Regions from separate parts of the Mus musculus genome. Here all the other regions are linked to region 1. The links are chromatin contacts, called in public Hi-C and HiChIP or PLAC-seq maps. All regions are on one chromosome and are shown on one strand. Each heading gives the region's core, a stretch centred on a gene start, on an enhancer-like site or on the middle of the called end of the contact. The rest is flanking DNA. Distances are from core to core; before and after follow the strand shown. Region 1 has its middle 10 kb from the start of Gm33849. Region 2 has its middle 26 kb from the start of Gm41061. Region 3 has its middle 17 kb from the start of Gm15322.

Region 1 (2,700 bases), core at 9-2,508:
AAAACTGACCTTGGCCTCCGGACTCCAGAACAGTGAAAACCTACTTTCTGTTGTGTTAGTTGACCGTGGTCCCAAACAGTCTCACAGGAAGATCCAGCTTAAGCTGGATCACTTCCAAAGTGTGGTCTTGAATGCCCAAGTAGGGGTGTATGTGTGTGTGTGTATATACAAGCACATGTATGCATGATACACATGTCTGTGAAGCACACATTGAGGGAAGAGATTATATTCTGCTCTAAAGCACACTCCTACATTTATTGCTCATTCATAGACAGTAGGTTTTCAGTAGCTTGATGGCCTTGGTTTAGTCAGTTGTGAAAGGACAGGTTCCGGCCCAAGACAAAGTTCTCAGCGCGAAGAAGCTGTATTTACTGAAAAGGAACAAAGGTCAGAGAATCAGAGACAAAGACAGGAGATAGAGGATGAGAGAGAAGGGGAAAGGACCAAGGGGGTGGGGGAGGGATATTTGTCCCCAAAGGACAAAGGACTTTCTCTGGATAGAGAGGAGACAGATCTGGCCCGTAGGCATATGGCGGCATAGGATGATGTGTTTAATTTTGATTGGACATGTTAATCACAGCAACCAAAAAGAGGCTTTTGAATGCCAGACTTCAGTACTATGCTAGCTGGACATTGGTAGTCAGCCTCAGGAGGAGACAGTGCCCAAATGAGGAAAGTGACTTTGGTGGCTAGCTTTAGGAATGTAATCTAAGAGATTTTAGCAAGGAAAAGGAGATGGGGAGGGGGAAGTGCAAGGCCACGTTTGTGATGCGTGGGTCCGCTAGAGCCCCTTTAGGCTCAAAAGATGAACAGAGCAGATTCTTGAATATAACGTTTCCTGGCCCAGAGTCTGGTGATGCCTGCAGCCTTTATAGGAAGATTCTCCATGATTTTGGGTAACTTGGGCTAAAACGTAAGACATACTATGAATTGCTCTCACATAAAGGGTAACGACAGAATCATTCATTTGGTTGAAACAGACGTGATTAGTGCTTGGAGCAGTTGGAAGGGGAACTCTTTCCTGTTTCTCTTTTATTTTAAAATATATTATACGCTGTTCATTTACTGGGAACTAATCTTCTAGCATATTTAAAGACTCCCTAACCACTGGAGGAGGGTACTACGCTGCCTTCTAACCTCAAGACACTGAACACATTCTTCTAACTCTGTGTATCAGGTTCCCAATCTGTAAAATGGGCCTGGTCATGGTACTCAAGTCTGAGATTGCTGTGGTGGTTAAATCAAACATTACACCCAAAATCCATAAATCAATGTCAGGCAGAGATTAGAAGCTTAATCGTTGACAGGTATGTGGGCACTGTATCAATACTGTTATTTTAGTGGTCATTTTATGGATCTAAACGCTAAATTTAAACTTACTCAAAGACATTGCCTAAAGTCACTCGGCTCACCAGTGTTACATTCAGGATTCAACTCCAGATCCATCCACCTGACACCAAAAGTCTAAGATTAGAATCATCCAACAGGTCCTCCGCTTTTCCAGCCAAAGAGATCCGACCCGCACACTCCTACAAACAGCTGGAAAGCATTCAGCGAGAAGAATTCTTAAGTTACTCTAAGGAGACTTGTTCCTTCCAGGCTGACATCTCTGCCCGACCTGAGCCATCAAACCCTTTCTTTGCCTTTCGCAGAGGCTCCTTTTTCTTCCTCCGTACTGATTCTGGGAAGGAAGAGCCGGCAACGAGATGAAAAGGGCAAATAAACACGTCCTGTGAGGATCCTATGAAAGGGGATTTTTGTTTTCCACTAGATACTGATAAAAAGATCAGACAGTCGTTTTGATGTTCCTCTCCCATAGTTAGGACTAGATTAAAGTGCGTGCATGACTCATGGAAATGACCCAGGCAGGAAAAAGGAGTCGCCTTGCTTTTTTGGATCTCTGGCCACGGTTTTTCCCCCGTGGGACCAAAACCAGCAGGGGTGGGCGGGTCCTGCGCCACCTGCTGTCAGCGGGCTGCGGAAACAAAGCTGGCTTAGGAATTTTCAGAACTTGGGGGAGTCTGGGAGAATGAGATTCGTTGGCCCCTCCTAGGGCTGCCATGTACCCCTTCTAAAAGAATTTTCTGCAATCAGTTTGTAAGCTTCTCGTCTACATTTTATCAGTTTTAACTTCCAAGTCTACCTTCACAGCAGGCTAGTCAATCCAGAAGGATGGACACACGCTTCAAAGATGCCCGCTATGATCCTGCCTCCTAGTTCAAGCCAGCTAGCAGGTTTGGGTTTGTATGTCCAACAGCTAAATCTCTGTTCCTTTATTGTTGTTACTGCTCTGTTGGAATCTGTCTAGTTTGTTTGGTTTTGTTGCTGTTTATTCAAAGACTGAAGGGTGGGGGGATCATCAGATTTCTCAGTCTGTGTTGCCCTGAGCCTCTGCCTGCAGAGACTTCCCCTCAGTCAGGAGTCATTCATTGGATGGCCTGAAAAGCCCAGGCTTGAACTCTGCTTACTCCCAGTGGATCTATTTCTGAATGTCCTTTCCTTGTTCACTCTGTTTTTCCCACTGTGGATTTGACATCTTGGAGGATCAGGTCGATCTGGAGTGCACCAGGCTGCCAGGCCAACTGGAGACCGTGCATAAGCTCAGGGGGCAGCCCCGACTCGGTTTGGACCATTTGAAGCCAGAAGCAGAAAATATCTGAGAATTCTGGATCTTTGAGAATCTTTGAGAGAAACCAAAAA
Region 2 (2,700 bases), core at 198-2,697, 130 kb before region 1:
TCTCCAATCATTAGGTTGCGAATTTCTCACAAGAACTAACCACAGGACCTGACTTTGAGAGTCTTCTGACCTTCAAATCTGTGCCCCATGGCAATCCTCTCCTGCTTCTCTCCCACCCCCATCCACCCTCAGGCACATCAGGATCTCCAGCTAGACTTGGTAACTTTCAGCACTCCTTCTAAGTTCACTGACTTCATCTGTAAAGCGAGACTTCCCTGGAGCCGAGGCGGCCACATCACACTTGGACCTAAGAAACATCATCTCACTTAGGTTGATTTTAAATAGCAAACTCCGAGACCCAGACTTACCGCCTTGGTTTACGAATTCTTTTATGCACAACAATTTTGGATCACATTTGCTTCCTCTTAGCTGTGTTTCTGAATTAAGAGAAAATTCCAAATGGCAAGTTGTAATTCGCCATTGCTCAGATTGAATTCAAAGGTATTGTCCTAGGTGCAAAGTTTGGGGGATTGGTTCTAAGCTTTTTGGGGGGCCCTAGGAGACTCAACAGTAACCTAAATAAACTGAGAATCTCCAGGGTATCTTCTAATGGATATGTTGCACTCATATAGTTTCCCTGTCCCGTGCACACTTTTTTTTTTTAAATTTTAAAAGGAGCCAGAAGAGATGGTGCCTTGCCTGTCTCTGTTCTGTGATGAGTGGGAGTCAGAAGGACAGCTAGAAGGGCTGAGTCTGCTTGAGCTCAGTGGCATAAAACCGGAAGAAGTAGTTCGTGGTATTTTAGGCACAGATTTCCAAGCTAAACCCCTGCTTGGAACCATAGCTTGCTATCTGTGTGAACTTGGAGAGCCATTTTTCAGGTCTCGGTGTCTGTACGGCTCCATCTGGAATGCTCACGCTGCTCTGGCCTGGCGCACTGCAGCCACTTACTGGTCGCTTCTTTTAAGAATGAAACCTGTATAGCAATTCTCAGAGTTTAAGGGGGAGGCAGAGGACCGTGAGTCTGGCTGAAGGGTGAGACCTCCCAAAAGCACCTCTGAATCGATCCTTCAGAATCTTTGTCATAGATCTACAGAAACCCAGACTGCTGCTTTCTTCTCTCACCTTGCCTCTGGGAGCTACATGGTGGGCTGGCTCAAGGCCACGTGTGATGGTGAAATAAAAGGCTGAAGGGAATTTCCTTTCAGTGGTAATCCACAATCGAATGCCAGAAAACAAAATGTGCTCACACTCCCTAACGAGCACCCACAGGCTCTCACAGTGAGGCCCACGACTAGCGACCGTGTTAACACTCAGTCTGATGTTTAAGGGCAGCAAGCGATATTTATCCTCTTGCTGTCCTTGGGAAGTCAGTTATCGACACATGAACCCTCACGTAAGTGCTTGACTCGGGGGCTGTAAGAAGCTCAGAGTTTGTCCCAGTACACAAGAAAGGCCTTCGGGTGCCAGCCAGGAGCAGCCAAGGCCGTGGAACATGACCTTGCCTCATCTCATAGTTGGCAGGACTTCCCATGGTGAGGGCAAATGGTGGTTATCCAAACCAGTGGGTAAGGTGTTGTAACTCAATGTCATGAGTTTCCAAAACCCCAAACAGTTGTCAAGTGTGAGTGACAGCACCGCAACAGCGCAGCTGTCTCATTTCCCGCCCACACATGCTGGGGCTGCCATGTTTGCCGCGCTCTCTGGCAGAGGAGCCAGGGCCAATGCTCTGCCTAGGGCATCCCAGGCAGGGGAACATCCCCGCCCCAGCCTACCCCACCCAGTGTGTGTGCGTGCGTGTGTGTGTGTGTGTGTGTGTGTGTGTGTGTGCCTGTGTGCCTCTGTGTGTGTGTGTGTGAAGACAATAATGAACTCAAAATGAACTCAAACTGTGTCACTCCTATATCAGAAATGTATCAATTCAGGTGATAAATTATAGGCTCATTGTAGTTACGGGTTCAAACCGTGGCTTTATATCCCTTGGTTTCTAGATGGTGAGACAGAACAATAGAAATAGAGATGGGGGTTGTGTGATAAGACAGCTTTTTAGGTTAGTAACTAAATCAAAATTATGTCTGAGTGGGTAAGAGTGCTTGCTGCTTTCTTAGAAGATGAGAGGTGAGAGTTTAGTTCCCTAAACCCGCATCGGGTGCTCACCACTTGCTGGACCTCTGGATCCAGGGGATCCTATGTCCTCATCTGGCCTCTGGAGGTATCCAAATGAATATCCACACACTCAGGCACATGCGCGCATGCGCGCGCGCACTCACGCGCACACACAGATGCAGAGAGACAGAGAGACAGACACAGAGAGAGTAAAAAATATATATACTTAAAAAAAAAAATGTCAAAAGGATTGCATCAGGCACAGTTCCATGGAGATCAATAGCAGCCTAGGCAGGAGACAGAGTTGGGGGCTGAGAGTGGCTGTATCAGGACCAGCTGGTGAGTAGGAATATTGAACCATGACCACTTCAAGAGCTCCTCTGGGTGGGCACCAGTAGCACGGCAGCATCTGGGTTGGCATACCAGGTCTTCCCTTGGAGGGAAGTTAGGGCAAGACGGCAAGCTGATGCCTCTGGGTGTGTAAACTGAGCAAGCTCAGTGCAGTTAGCTGTGGGGAAAAGCTGTAGATGGGTGGGCTTTAAGGGAGCCCGAGGGGTGCTCATGCCAGGTTTTTAAACAGCGCTAAGCTGAACCCTCTCAGAAGCCGCATAGTGAGCACCACATTTCAGAAAGAGCCAAGGCATCCCAGGCTCT
Region 3 (2,700 bases), core at 147-2,646, 220 kb before region 1:
CAATGATTTCAACATAAAGCAAAATTATAATTATACAACTGCCAGTACTTAAACAACAGCTCCTTCAGGGTGCTTGACTTCTGCAGCAGCCCATGATCACTCCACTGTGGGCTTCCTTCCACAGCAGTGTAATACCTTTTCCCATCATTCATTCCTAATAGGAGGTCTGGGTTCAAATTCATTCCCCACTGGTGGTAGGTAGCTTGATTGATAGATAAAATACAGAACACTCACTCGTTTTCACTGTTTGCAGCATTGTATGTGGTCCAGCTGTTGGTGGCTATTAGGATTTCATACAGATTTTTCATTAATGAGAATGATGTCTCTACGACCATGCTTTATAGCTCATTGAAAGCTTGGTCCTAGTCTATCGTATCCACTATTTATCTAGCAAGAGAGTACCTGACACAAAAGAGGTGCCCAATAATGAGTATTTGTAAAGTTCAAACACTTATGGTCAAATAAATGGGTATAGACTTGGCATGAAGTAGGTCTTTGAAATAAATATTGTAAAAGAGAAACCATAGAATCAAATAATGGAAACTACTGACTACACCACAACAAACAAAAAAACTGAATGGCAGAGGAGAGGCAAAGTGGCAACAAGAGGAAAAATGTGTGAAAATGTCCAGCAAACTGTACAAGACCTGTGCAAGATCAAGCCAGTCAGCATTCTAGCTTGGAGAGAGGGCGGGGCTTATGATTCCCTGCCTCTAACTGAGGAACTATCAAGTTATGGTTTCTGAGAAATGAAGAGTCAGTTTTCTTTAAAAGTGTGGTCGCTGTGCTCTGGTGGGTGACCCTGTAACAAGAGAATATAGGTAGCATGTGCAAATCAAGCTTAGTGATATAGATATAGATATAGATATAGATGATAAAGCTATAGATATGGACATATAGGTACATAAATTCATAGGTATATAGATATATAGATTCATAGGTATATAGATACATAGATTTATAGGTATATATATCTATATAGCTATATAGGTGTATACATATGCATATAGATTATCACACATACATACATTTGTGTATATGTATATACATGTATATTATATATGTGTGTGTATATGTATATATATATGTGTATATATATGTGTGTATGTATGTGTGTATTCTATATGTGTAAATTCTTAAAATGAACAAAATATATTTAAAACATCCAGTAAAGAGTTACTGTCCCTCATTGACAGGTGGCTCTTATAAATCTATGACAAAAAGATGACCAAAGACTGTGCTTGTTAGCCCCACACATGCTCCTCATCTCCACAGTCTTGTTTGCAGCGTTGTCTGGGTTTGGATGGGTAGCTCTTGCTCAGCATCCGTACGCAGTTGCAGGCTGTTATTAATGAGGGTGCGCACTCGCTGGGAAGGCTTCCGTCACCGCCCGCCCGCCTGCAGCTGCTTCCGGCTGCTCACTGCAAGCTGCTGTGGTTTTACTGAACTTCGAGTCTCACCCAGCAGAGAGACAAGGTCCCGGCAGAAGCACTCCGCCAGGCAGAGTTTCAAAGGGACCCGCCGGACCGTGTGCAGCTAAGAAGGCGGCTCAGAAGTCACAGACACACTCCTGTCATCGTCGTTGTCCAGTTAAGCGTACGGTTCAGATCCAAGGAGAGACTCAAATGCTCCTTCCTCAATGCAGAGACAGCATATGCAGCCCAGAAAGGAACAGCATGGGTGGCAGCGGCCATCTTTGTAGGCTACCCTCTCTCCCACCCACTGCTTGCTTTCTGTGCTGTGCAGGAAACACAATTCAGATTTCACCTTCCAAGAAGGCCCGACTTTTTTTTTTTTTTTAAATACATTTACTAAAACCCATTTGGTGCTCAGTGGCTAATGTGCTTTCTTTTAAAGTCAGACGTATTTCTTTCAAAACCAGCTTGTTTCTGGCGATCTGTAGAGATTTGCCGTTTCAAAATGAGTGACCTTGACGCACACCTCCAGGCTCAGCCGTAAGACATGGTGCACAGGGTACTTTCCCTCCATCTTTGAATTGGACCCTGCGGTTACTGAGTTATGGGAAATAGTGCCATGATTGCTTGCCGTGTGTGTGTGCATGATCGTGTGTATGTGTGCTCACATGCTAGGGAGCCAGGTGCCACTGGGTTTTGGATTAGGAAGCTGGCTTTGCATCTATTTGAATGCTTGAGCAGCCCAAAGGGTTCTTGTGCACAAGCCCTGCCTTGGCTAACTCCTGTTATTATCTTGCTATGGAAGGTCATGCCAACTGCTTAATTACACGGAAAGTTATGAAACAGCCCAGGCAGCAGAACACTGATCAGCTGTGGACTCCTAAAGGAAAATAAACCCTTCTTGCAGCCAGGATGGCTGCGAGCCACCAGGCGTGTCTGTCCGTCCATGCCTGCATGTATAGCTCCCTTGTATAAAAGGGGTGCCCATGGCTGGGCAAAGTCCTGGATTCACCTTTCTAACAGGGTTATGGGTCATAACACAATAGAACCATTTTAATCAGAGCGAGATTATATCTGAGCACTTCTAGTCCGACTTTTCCTTTCATTGAATGTAAACAATTAAACCTCTCTTGGAAGCTTTCCTGTTCACTCCACAGCACGCCGCAAAATAGCCATGCCGAGCACTGAGACGGGCATTATTAAAGAGAGCCAGCTGCTGCAGTTTCAGGCCCATCTGACTTACCTGCCCTTCAGCCATCACCTCCGAGGGGAAACTGAGTTTATG

What was found. Hi-C and Micro-C count contacts between places; a contact is called where the count stands out from the background. HiChIP or PLAC-seq counts read pairs in DNA pulled down with a chosen protein or histone mark.
Region 2: a contact with region 1 is called in a Hi-C map of liver, with 2.4 times the contacts expected there. The contact joins two enhancer-like sites. A contact is called at or near these places in 1 of 39 promoter capture datasets (liver), 13 of 484 Hi-C or Micro-C datasets (Sertoli cells, bone marrow-derived macrophages, brown adipocytes and 5 more) and 10 of 115 datasets of contacts at active chromatin or transcription factors (bone marrow-derived dendritic cells, embryonic midbrain, embryonic stem cells and 5 more).
Region 3: a contact with region 1 is called in an H3K4me3 HiChIP or PLAC-seq map of bone marrow-derived macrophages, with 6 times the contacts expected there. The contact joins two enhancer-like sites. A contact is called at or near these places in 1 of 15 datasets of contacts at CTCF or cohesin (large pre-B cells), 8 of 484 Hi-C or Micro-C datasets (B cells, Sertoli cells, bone marrow-derived macrophages and 4 more), 11 of 115 datasets of contacts at active chromatin or transcription factors (bone marrow-derived macrophages, craniofacial prominence, embryonic basal ganglia and 6 more) and 1 of 9 other capture datasets (embryonic stem cells).

What each region holds. Positions count from the first base shown.
Region 1 is chr13:112,195,098-112,197,797 of GRCm38.p6, forward strand. No RefSeq gene overlaps it. Among named protein-coding and RNA genes, the nearest start is that of Gm33849, 10 kb to the left of the region's middle. Within about 2 kb of position 1,259, at least 44 of the 459 cell types and tissues checked have an H3K27ac peak or open chromatin away from gene starts, as enhancers often do. A contact at or near this core is called in bone marrow-derived macrophages, brown adipocytes, hepatocytes and 3 more, where this site is marked.
Region 2 is chr13:112,066,129-112,068,828 of GRCm38.p6, forward strand. No RefSeq gene overlaps it. Among named protein-coding and RNA genes, the nearest start is that of Gm41061, 26 kb to the left of the region's middle. Within about 2 kb of position 1,448, at least 20 of the 459 cell types and tissues checked have an H3K27ac peak or open chromatin away from gene starts, as enhancers often do. A contact at or near this core is called in brown adipocytes, hepatocytes and liver, where this site is marked.
Region 3 is chr13:111,976,520-111,979,219 of GRCm38.p6, forward strand. No RefSeq gene overlaps it. Among named protein-coding and RNA genes, the nearest start is that of Gm15322, 17 kb to the right of the region's middle. Within about 2 kb of position 1,397, at least 92 of the 459 cell types and tissues checked have an H3K27ac peak or open chromatin away from gene starts, as enhancers often do. A contact at or near this core is called in bone marrow-derived macrophages, kidney and uterus, where this site is marked.